Regions from separate parts of the Salmo salar genome. Here region 2 is linked to region 1. The links are chromatin contacts, called in public Hi-C maps. All regions are on one chromosome and are shown on one strand. Each heading gives the region's core, a stretch centred on a gene start, on an enhancer-like site or on the middle of the called end of the contact. The rest is flanking DNA. Distances are from core to core; before and after follow the strand shown.

Region 1 (5,427 bases), core at 1,710-4,209:
CCTGGCACAGGGTTAGGTCCCAGAGTGGAGACACACACATCACCAGACAGACACGCCTGGCTGGCCTGGGGTCTGCCTGGCACAGGGTTAGGTCCCAGAGTGGAGACACACACATCACCAGACAGACACGCCTGGCTGGCCTGGGGTCTGCCTGGCACAGGGTTAGGTCCCAGAGTGGAGACACACACATCACCAGACAGACACGCCTGGCTGGCCTGGGGTCTGCCTGGCACAGGGTTAGGTCCCAGAGTGGAGACACACACATCACCAGACAGACACGCCTGGCTGGCCTGGGGTCTGCCTGGCACAGGGTTAGGTCCCAGAGTGGAGACACACACATCACCAGACAGACACGCACGCATGCACGTGCTCACACACACACACACAAACTTAAAGAGCCATACATCTTGCTCTAAAGCACATGACTGTGTTTTCACAGTGAACTCCCGTTTTAAACCTTGTGCACAACATATAAGGCCCTTCTCAGGTTACACAATGGGCTACATAGCCTGGGGGTTGACTGTTAGCTCCCTGCTAGTCAGAAGTAACCGGAAACAGGTTGGTAAGCTACAGGCTATGGCTATGGCTAGCCTCGATGGCTATGTGGCTAGGGGGAGGCTAAGTACCTGGAGATGGATAGTTAGCTCCCTGTTAGTTAGAAATAACAGTAACAGGTCTGAAGCTACAGACTAGTAAGCTACAGGCTAAAGGCTACATGGCTATGTGGCTAAGGGAAGGACATTTGCAGCAGAGCAGCAGCTCTCTCCCTGTCTGAAATGTAACACTGGTTAATGATATTAGAGCAGAATTATCTCACATGGATAATAGCTGAGGGGGGCACTGAGCTCTTAAGGACATAGGCCTAGTTCACTTAGCTGATCTGTGTTGCTTTATCGCTTTAATAAGTAGACTAGTATGATTAGTAGGCCTTAAGTAAGTCATAATCTATGTCAATATTCCTAGCTTTCCATTAGGCGTTGGGGAAACTAGAGAGAAAGAGAAGGGGGAGAGAGGTAGGAAATAAAGAGAGACTGATTGATGTATTTAACTGGCCCTCTCATCAGTAGTGGCAAACAAAGGTGAAAGCTAAAAGGAAAGCTCTCCTTCCTGACTGGCTAAATAAACAACAGCTTAGCTGCAATATCATTTGGCTCTGCTATCTCCAGCCGATGTCTGAGCACAACTCTCTTACAAAACCTGCCAGACACCTAACTCTGTGGAAGAACATTGGAACTACAAACATTGGAACTACAAACATGACAAAACATTGAACAGTACAACTGTAGGAATAACATACAACTGGTTAAAGTCCAATGTAGAGTATGTGTGGGAGGTCACGATGTACACAGTAGGTTGTGTTAACTCCAATCTAGTGCCCATGTGCTTGTCCCCATGCCCATATCTAGATAAATTAGCCTGTGTGTGTGTGTGTCTGTGTGCGTGCTTACTAGCGGCAGGCTATATGTGTGTTCTCCCCATGTTTGAGTGGGCATCTGATATAGGCTAGCTGTCAGGCTAGGCCTTGGGAGTTGGACTCCTGTTCTAGGAGAGAAGGAACGAAGGGAACTAAATGACACAACATGCCAATTACCGTCCCTGCAGTGGAGCGAGAACATGTCACATGCCAGAGGGGAGCATTCCATACAACAGGAATAAACTATAGCATAGTGGCAGTGGGCCTCACTCTCACAGAAACAGAGCCTCACTCTCACAGAAACAGAGCCTCACTGTCACAGAAACAGAGCCTCACTGTCGCAGAAACAGAGCCTCACTGTCACAGAAACAGAGCCTCACTGTCACAGAGACAGAGCCTCACTCTCACAGAAACAGAGCCTCACTCTCACAGAAACAGAGCCTCACTGTCACAGAAACAGAGCCTCACTGTCGCAGAAACAGAGCCTCACTGTCACAGAAACAGAGCCTCACTGTCACAGAAACAGAGCCTCACTGTCACAGAAACAGAGCCTCACTCTCACAGAGACAGAGCCTCACTCTCACAGAGACAGAGCCTCGCTTTCACAGACAGAGCCTCACTCTCACAGAGACAGAGCCACACTTTCACAGAGCCCCTGAAAAAGATCAATGCACAGCTATTAAAACACTGTCAAGAAGAACAGGTAAAGATACTGTATGTATAGTGTAATTCAGGGAGATATTTTAACAGGTATGCAGCCATGTTATGTACTGCATGTTGAGCATGAACATTTCAACACCTGATATGGAGTACAGTGCGCTGATGTATAGTACACTGAGGGGTTCACTGGGACGGACAGACAGCATCCTTTTAGTCTGGGACCGACATCATAATGTAAAAGACTACATAACAGGCTGTTCAATGAGAGAGAGGTAGGTAGGAGCAACAGATAGAGGTAGATAGAGAGAGAGAGAGAGAGAGAGAGAGGTAGGTAGGAGCAACAGATAGAGGTATATATATATATAGAGAGAGGTAGGTAGGTAGGTATAGGTAGGTAGGTAGGTAGGTAGGTGGGTGGGTGGGTGGGTAGGTGGGTGGTAGGTAGGTAGGTGGGTGGGTAGGTGGGTGGTAGGTGGGTGGGTGGGTAGGTGGGTGGGTAGGCAGGTGGGTAGGTAGGTAGGTAGGTGGTGGTGGGTGGGTGGCAGGTGGGTGGGTGGGTAGGTAGGTAGGTGGGTAGGTAGGTAGGTAGGTAGGTAGGTAGGTAGGTAGGTAGGTAGGAGCAACAGATAGAGGTAGATAGAGAAAGCTAGGAAGAGATTCAATAACACCCATGTATACGTAGATTCATACACAGGAAGGCTTTTATCTGCCAGCGACTGGCTCTGCACAGGGTGTATTGTCTCTCTAGGCTGAGAATGTGTTGGTGAAAACAAGGGAGAAACAGGAACAGTGAACGCAGGCAGGCAGCCAAACACACATGCTTAACTGGTCACATGGCTTGGTGGAGCCTTGGCAACCCAATGGTTAACATGCAAATAGGCCTCCCGGCAGAGAAATTAGTGGGGTGGGGGGGCTTCCCTCTAAAGTGAGACAGAGAGGGGGGGAGTAAAAAAGAAAGAGAGAGAGAGAGAGAAAAGTGTAAAAGAGACAGAAAGAGATAAAGAGGGAGCCAGAGGCACAGGTGTGAGTCTCTAAACAGTCCATAATATCCTCATCACAGACTCAGAGCCTGTATTAGTGTGCCTGCCACTCTTACTTCTGCCTCCCTCTGCGGGCCTTTGAGTAGGACTCCACTAAAACACCGTTAGGGAAATTGACATTTATCATCCTAGGACAGGATGGAACTCGCACTATAACTGTGCACACACTATAGCCAATCATAGAGCCCACAAGACCCACCATATCAACAGTTAGCCTCTATTTTCACCCACTAGGTAGTGCTGTAATGCCGGGTGTATAGGCTAGTAGGGGAGTATCTGTTGTAACAGAGAGAGCTGAGCAAGTGAACATAGTGTTCCTTCAGAGCAAATATAGGAGACAGTGTGTGGTACTGGTCCCTAGAACTTTAATCAATGACAGCTTACTTTTCTTTCGATGACTAATAAAGTGCATAGTACAGATAGATACAATAGAGATGATCCACTGCTTCTCTCTCACTTCAGCCTTTGCCTAAACGTTTTCCTTTTAAAAATATCTTAAGTCTACCTAGAAGTCAACCTTTGACGTCGACTCTTCCTTAAAAACACTCCTCACAGCAAAGTGTGTCGCGTCTTCATGCATTACGTCCCTAAGAATAGTTCTTGGCCTTGTGTTGTGAGAGGGATAATACCAGCAGTATACAACACTACTCACCTTCCCAGTTCCCAACCAGTTCCCAACCAGAGACCAAACCTACTGCCTGGTTAATGGAATATAGATTAGTCTGTCAGGAGGTGGGGAAGAGATTAGGCCTGTTAATTAGGCCTATGGCTGTGGGCCAATTTAAAGTCATGCATGGAGAGTGAGGAAAGAGGGAGAGAGAGAGGAGAGAGAGGAGCGAGAGAGGAGAGAGAGAGAGAGACAGATGGAGTGTTTGTGTGTGAGAGAGAGAGAGGGGGAGGTAGAGAGGTGTAGTTGATAAATGAATGGGGGCACACTGCACGGCGATGCTTCCGGAACCAATTAAAAAGAGCATCAGGCCTTAATGATCCTTCACAGGGTAGGAGAGGGAAGGTAAGGTGTGCTGGCGCTAACCTCTTGTCCCGGGGAGAGGCTAATAACAGAAGTGACACTCAGTGGGCTAACAGGGCTTACAGGTCCTCCGTCCTCACTCTCTGACCTGGTCCACTTTGACCTGTGATGTCACAGCCTGGCTGGCACACAGCTCTAGCAGGTCACATGGCAGCAGGGCCTTAGGCAAAGCTGCAGTAGTACAATATATGGCATTTAACTGGGCTGTATTCACATAGGGTTGACCCAAACCATACTGTCTGTGTCACGCCTGCTCCCGCTCTTCCTCCCCCTGGCCCTCGAGGGCGCCAGGATCCCCAGCATTACGCACTCAAGCCACCATCAGTACGCACACCTGCCTTCCCTGTCACTCGCATCAGCAATCATTGGACTCACGTGGACTCAATTACTTTTGTCATTACCTTCTCTATATCTGTCTGTTCCCAAGCTCTGTTCCCCGCTTTGGGATTAATTGTCTCATGTCCGTGTTACCAGTGTTCCGACGCTGTTCCTGTCTTGTTTCCTTGTCTGTTCCCGAATAAATGTCTGACTCCCCGTACCTGCTTCTCCTGTCCGGCGGCGGTCCTTACAGTCTGGCTCTGATACCACTATTTTCTTATTCTATGTTGGATGTGTAACCAGGCAAATGGGCCAGCCCCGTACAGCTCGGATTAGTTTGGCTCAGTGTGAAAAGGGTACTGGTTGCCTGTATCTGGATGGAGGAGCGGATGTGAAGAAATGTGGGTGGTAGAAGGACAGACATGTTACAGAGTTAAGTCTAATACCATAGCCTAATTAGGCTAATGTTCTGCAGACCATGTGTTGTAGGCCTAGGCCTACAGATTAGGAAGGGGGAAACTACAGGGAATTATCCATTCTGTATAGAAACAGTATCAATAAAGTTGTATTGAATTAAAACATCTACTGTTCGTATTCCATTTGTGAAGGATAATCAACGAGGGGCTATGCGTTCTATGGAAAATAATGGATGATGTGGAAGGTGTGCTCCACGATGCGCTAGCGAAGTGGAACTGACCTTCAACAGAGTTGTATTATTTTCCTGAGAACGCATAGCCCCTCTTTGATTATCTCTTTTATACCACGGCAATAATTTAACACATTTTCCGCTAGAAATGTTTTCATTTTCCAGTAGAAATGTGTTCATTTTCCAGTAGAAATGTGTTCAACATCTACTGAAGTAGCTAGCAACTTTACTAGATAGCTACAGTAGTTGCTGTGGTAACCAAACAAACAAACTTGTTAGTTTAGCTAACCAAACCTTCAGTCCTAGCTTGCCATTATGA
Region 2 (5,699 bases), core at 2,211-4,710, 37 kb after region 1:
ACCTATGCTGTCTGACAAAATCACAATTTTGTAGTTCTTCAAAGTAAACAAGACATACTTTTATGACTGCTGAATACCAACTATCAATCACTTTGATCATGTATTTTCAGGTAGCGATACTGCACGAAGCAACAGCTGCTCTCTATATCACCTCACAATCACGCATTCTTCTGTCTCTTCTGTAGCAGGCATGAAAGAAACAGACGGGACGAGTAGATGTGCAATGGATTATGGTCATTTTAGTTAATTACCACATTTTATGTGCTAAACTATGTAGAATATTGACCTGTTGTCCCTACTACATCACACACTCCAGGCTGGATCTGATTTATCTCTAGAGAAAGTGTGCAATGTGCGCATTAATCTCAATGAAGAAGAAACAAATAGGAAATGCAATTCAAATAATTGAGCCAACGTCTGTCAATCAGTTTATATAAAATAAAATAAATACCACTACCCTTGGGTGTAGCCTTAGCGTGGTTCCCAATAACCGTAAGGTCCAGTTTTCAGGGGAAATGGAAGAGAGAGCCTGTGACACTTCCATTAACAAGGTGACACTCCATCTTAACTCCTCCTTCACATTTACTAGATTGGTTGAACAGTGCATAAGAGAACATCCCCAGACATATATTTTATTTTTATTCTCATCAAGACCAGAATCTTGAGGATCTAGTTTCAGGCAGGTTTTTGGGGGTATTGCATGTAGTAGGTAGGCTATGACTTTTCTTATAAATGCTAGGGTTGTGAAGCATATATGTAGTTCATATGAAGACTTTATGCAGTCTTGAAAGTCTTTATAAATTGATGTTGAACCCAGATCTGCAGTAAAACTAGCTCTAGTTAATATCTGGAGTTTTAGCTACAGTGAAACCCAGTTTAAAATGTAAAACATAATTCACAGCCAAATCGAATGTAGACTATTTGTTTGGCTGGTTTATCTGTAGGCTCTACCCTCAAAGTATTGGGTAATAACCAGCCCACCAATAACGAAAGACCTGAATAAACTTTGATTTGGTTAAAAAAGCAACATTGGACAATGGAGATTCATTTCACTGATCAAGTCCATTCCAGAGCACATTCAACAGGTCCCATCATAGTCAGTGCAATATAAATGCATTCGTGTTTTGCTGCGCTTCCTGCTTACATTTAGCCTCCCACTGGTCACACATTGGTTGAGTCAACGTTGTTTACACGTCATTTCAATGAAATTACATTGAACCAACGTGGAACAGACGTTGAATTGAAATATGTGCCCAGTGGGCTAGCTACCTCTGCATGCCGCTTGCTTCTTTCTTTGTTTATCATGAGTCTATGCCTCTTTGCTTCAAGTAGCATGATATCGCCAACCCACTATACACAACAAATAAATAGGCGTCGTCAATTTCAGAGTCCTGGTGACATATCTAAGCACCCTCAACAAAAAAATACAGATAACAAGTGCAGCCACAATAACGACAACGATATACAGACAGAAACAATGTAGCATCAAACTGTCCAAACTCACAAAGCCGTCGTCTGTCGACGATCCAACTCCATCATGGATTCAGGAATCAAAATATAATTTGCACAAACTACATCTACGTGCAACGGACATCCATGATAATCATCAATCGGCTTTAATCAACTGGCTGCTGATTACACTCGTTTGTAAAGACGCCAAATAGGAATAATCCCAAGAATAACACTATTATTACGAAGTAAGAAAGGTTAATAAGTATCCTATTACATTATTGAATTTTACTTTAGAATAGCTTCTAGAATTCCCAAATTAACCAAACCCGGTTTATGTGGCACAGCGAGAATCTGTAACAATGAACCCATGATAGAAAGAAGCCAGTCTGTAATGGCCACTAACCTCAGCATCCTCTGAGTGCAGCTATGGCTCGTGGCTATCTGAGCATCGAATCTTCACAATAGCCTTGCTGCACCTCCTAGTAAAAGGCTGCTTGGCACTCGATGTGTTTCCCTGTCACAACAGGTAACTAGCTACCTAGTTATAGAAATTAGCTGAATCTTAACTTTCTGAATCTGAAAGTCAGGTGCCAAGCTTTAGGGATTTTCTCCCACCATCTGTTCTTCTCGAGACTCGAATCGTACACGTGTCCCCACTTGTCTTTCCTTCCAAGCCCCTCTCCTCTCGACTCCAGTGATGTCGTGACGCCTCTGCTGAGTAGGAGAGGAGGGAAGAGTTGGATGGAGGTCGACAGTCATTCATTAAGAACAATGCAATAGATTGATCACAGCCAATTAAACCAGTTGTTGATGGACCCGACCGAGTTTCGTTTTCGTTGAGACTCCCGACTGATATCACGTTATCCTCTGCATTCACATTCATGGTAACGATGCTGAGCTGGCTCGAGGCTCGTACCATCACAGCGGGTCGCTGTCAGTTCAGGACCACCATAACGAAGCGCCGTCAATAACTTTAGTAACACGAGCGCAATATTTCGAACTCTGAGAACCATTATGGAAATGTAATAACTCACAATGTTCCGCGAGCCATTTGACTGATATTGTAGCTAGTTGGGTGCTTTTCAGACCGGGATTCCCACTGCTAACGTAACGTTAGTGACCACAGCTGAGCGTCACTGTCTCTCAGTCATTAGAATGACAGTTTGCTCCCAGAGTTCAAAGCTCTGTGTGGAGCCAATACTTTCTATTTATGACGAGAAAATTATTTTATTACTTACCGAAGTGACGAAAAATCCGTTGACTGAAAATTACAAGAGCGAAGTTAACTAGTTGACCACAGCGGTTCTACTGCTGCTGACGTGACGAATCGATGAAGACATTAATTTGCATATCAGTTACTTGCTCTCTGATTGGACAATTGAGGAGTCGTTACATTTTTATAATCTCAGATTACATTTGCAGTCGGTTCCACATGGACAAATTCCTTTTTCAATTTTGTGCCATAATAACTACTCATATGTGAAATAAAATGACAAATATTAGACAAAATTGGTTATAAAGGCATGACACACAAGATGGCCGCGGTATATCTGAAGCCAATCCGCGGAGGTTTTACTTTAATAACACAAACCTGTAGTCTCCCAGATAATAATGTAGACTCTGACAGGCGAGATAGTTGGAAAATAACATGGCAACCTGTCATTAGTGTGTGGTGACCCCCAGTGGCTCTTGACAGTACTGCTAAACCAAGTCACTACGGTCTTGACAGGGAACCATAAATCTATGCCTGACAGCGTGAGATCAGAAATAGTGGAAAGGTTTTCTAAAATCTATGAGATCCAACCAGATTATTCTGAAAGTTAAATCAAAGTAAATGCCTTCATTTCTGAAAGTATTACTGGAGAAAGTTAAACTTTTTAGGCCTCGCGTGCCTCTGAGTCCCCGAAATTGCGTCACACACTCCAACCACATTTTCAGATCAAGCATACATTGTCTGTCTTCGCTAACGTGTTAATTCATTTTTCAATACTTACATCGTATGTTCACCCCTGGTTATCAACCTATCCAGCTGATTTATCAGGAGTAAATGTATGCTTGATCTGAAAATATGGTTTATAGGGGCCATATGGATGGTGTCACCCATTTGGTGTCACTCCAGAGTCTGGAGTCACAAAGGCCAAATTGAGCTCTAACACGTTGCCGTGCGACATGACCCACACCCTTATGTGATGAATAAAGGCTACTTAGACCTCCACAGCTAGTCAATGGCAAACAGTGCTTACCTCAAACCTAAATCACTACATACATGTACATCACAGCTGTCTAAGGCACTGCATCTCAGGGCTTGAGGTGTCACTGGTTCGATTTCAGGCTGTATCATTTACCGGCCATGATTGGGAGTCCCATAGGTCAGCGTCATCCGGGTTATGCCGTCATTGTAAATAAGAATTTGTTCTCAACTGGCTTAACTAGATATATAAAGGCTCAATTTATTAAAAAAAATGAGTCATTGGTATGCTTTGTCATGTTTATTTCCTTTCAAAGAAAAGCTTTCCAAACTCACTACCTATACAGCGCAAACTGTTGACTGAAGTTTTGGTTCCATATAGGAAAGGTAAAATGAGTAGTCCACGTATGCATTGTTTTACCAAATTCAACAGTCCAGACGACAGCATGTGTTTACTTCATTTCACAGCAATATAAATAGTGCCAAGTAGCCAACAGCTTTGAGCAAAACAATGTCTGTTGAGGGCTGCCATTCCCACAGCACACATTTCTTTATTTACACAAACCTTTAATCAGCTCAATAAGGGTAAATAGAACATTCAAAATGAATTAAAAGCAATGTAAAGATGCATAAGTGATTTATCTTATCATATTCATTAAAACCATACCTGCAAGTAAAATATATTACCCATCTTGCCTATAGTTTACACAGTAAAGAAATAAAGATACTAAACCGTAATCCAAAAGAACAAATTTCCCCCCCACCCCAAAAATGTAGTGTTGCTCTAATTTGATTTCAGTCAAATATGTTTGGGGGGAAAAAAGAACACCCAAGGTTAGAGTCCATCTCCAGTCATTGAAAAACATTCCAAGTCCCAATCATTAACTGTCCTGACCCCACCTTAACAAGCGGTAATGAATCCATAGTCCACTCATACAGTATACCTATAATTAATGCAGATTTTTATTCTCACCTTTCAACCAGCTTTGAGTGGTTATCTTCATAGACCAAACCCAAGCGTGTGCAAAGAGCAGAGAAGAAATTAAAGGGAAAAAGCTCTGATTGCATTGTAGCCTGTTACTAAGTCAACCAGTTGTCATTGTTGATTTACTTACATACACACATTTTTATTCTATAGCTGTTTGAGCACAAGATGCCTATAATGCTTTTAAAGCTGAGCGCAAGTGTTGTAATGTAAAATTAAGTCCATTCAACTTGTTCAGTTCCTATTCACACGACTGAACGGCTGCTGAAGCTAGTCTGTGGCGTGGCATTCTGCTCTGCATCTTTCTCTAGTGGCTGCTGACTAGGACTGCAGGTTCAGCTCAGTTCTGGGGAGGGTTGTCGTCTTTGCTGAAAGGTTGTGTGGATCCGGGCTTCACCCAAGACAGTCCTGACACCTGCAGTCCCTTGTGGTGATCCTCAGGCCTTCTCTAGAATAACAGACACGCATTACCACACTGGTCAGCTAGCACCATGGAAACAAATGGCCGCTCACACAGCTTGACCAATCACAGCCGTGCTGGCTCTCATTCAAGTAAAACAAGCCTCTTTTGGGAGTAAGCTCAGAGGGAACCCGAGTCCATGGCCCATAGCAGACAGACTCAGAGCTTTGTGTCCTTTTACATAAGTCTGAAAAGCACACTGCTGGGGTTTAGAAAACTCACTTTATGTGTGAACATCCGTTCCTTCGCGTCGTCGTGGATCGCTGGGTTCCATGAAGAGAAACTGGAAAAATGAGCATAAAAAAATAACACTTAAGAGAAACCAAATTCTCAACCATTTATTGCATCTTCTTTCATATGCTGCAGGAGGTTTCTTATTGACATAAAATATATATTAAATACTGAATGTTCAGATTGTTCGTGAGCTATGAGAATGAGAAATGGAATTCCAGGAATGAGCTTTTCCTACTATCAACCTTATTGCATAAGGATCGTCCATCTTGGGTTGGTCGAAGAGGTGACTGTTGCATAGTTTGACGCTGTCTACCACCTTGCTTTTGAACAACTGCACATCCTTGTCGTACCTGAAAAAACAGTGTGAGGTCTACACCTGT

Evidence for each region. A called contact is a pair of places that touch in the nucleus more often than the background predicts.
Region 2: a Hi-C map of gill shows a contact between it and region 1, with 5 times the contacts expected there. The contact joins the promoter of LOC106592263 here to the enhancer-like site in region 1. A contact is called at or near these places in 3 of 3 Hi-C or Micro-C datasets (blood, gill and muscle).

What each region holds. Positions count from the first base shown.
Region 1 is chrssa11:29,093,047-29,098,473 of Ssal_v3.1, forward strand. The region is part of intron 2 of LOC106592263 (chromodomain-helicase-DNA-binding protein 9); the gene reads right to left. Among protein-coding and RNA genes, the nearest start is that of LOC106592263, 37 kb to the right of the region's middle. Within about 2 kb of position 2,960, at least 5 of the 13 cell types and tissues checked have an H3K27ac peak or open chromatin away from gene starts, as enhancers often do. A contact at or near this core is called in gill and muscle, where this site is marked.
Region 2 is chrssa11:29,129,423-29,135,121 of Ssal_v3.1, forward strand. LOC106592263 (chromodomain-helicase-DNA-binding protein 9) reads right to left here and starts at 3,461. Exons shown (of 40, transcript XM_045689301.1): 1 at 3,447-3,461. aktip (akt interacting protein) reads right to left here. Exons shown (of 10, transcript NM_001139922.3): 8 at 5,562-5,669; 9 at 5,308-5,368; 10 at 4,139-5,073. The coding sequence ends at 4,966.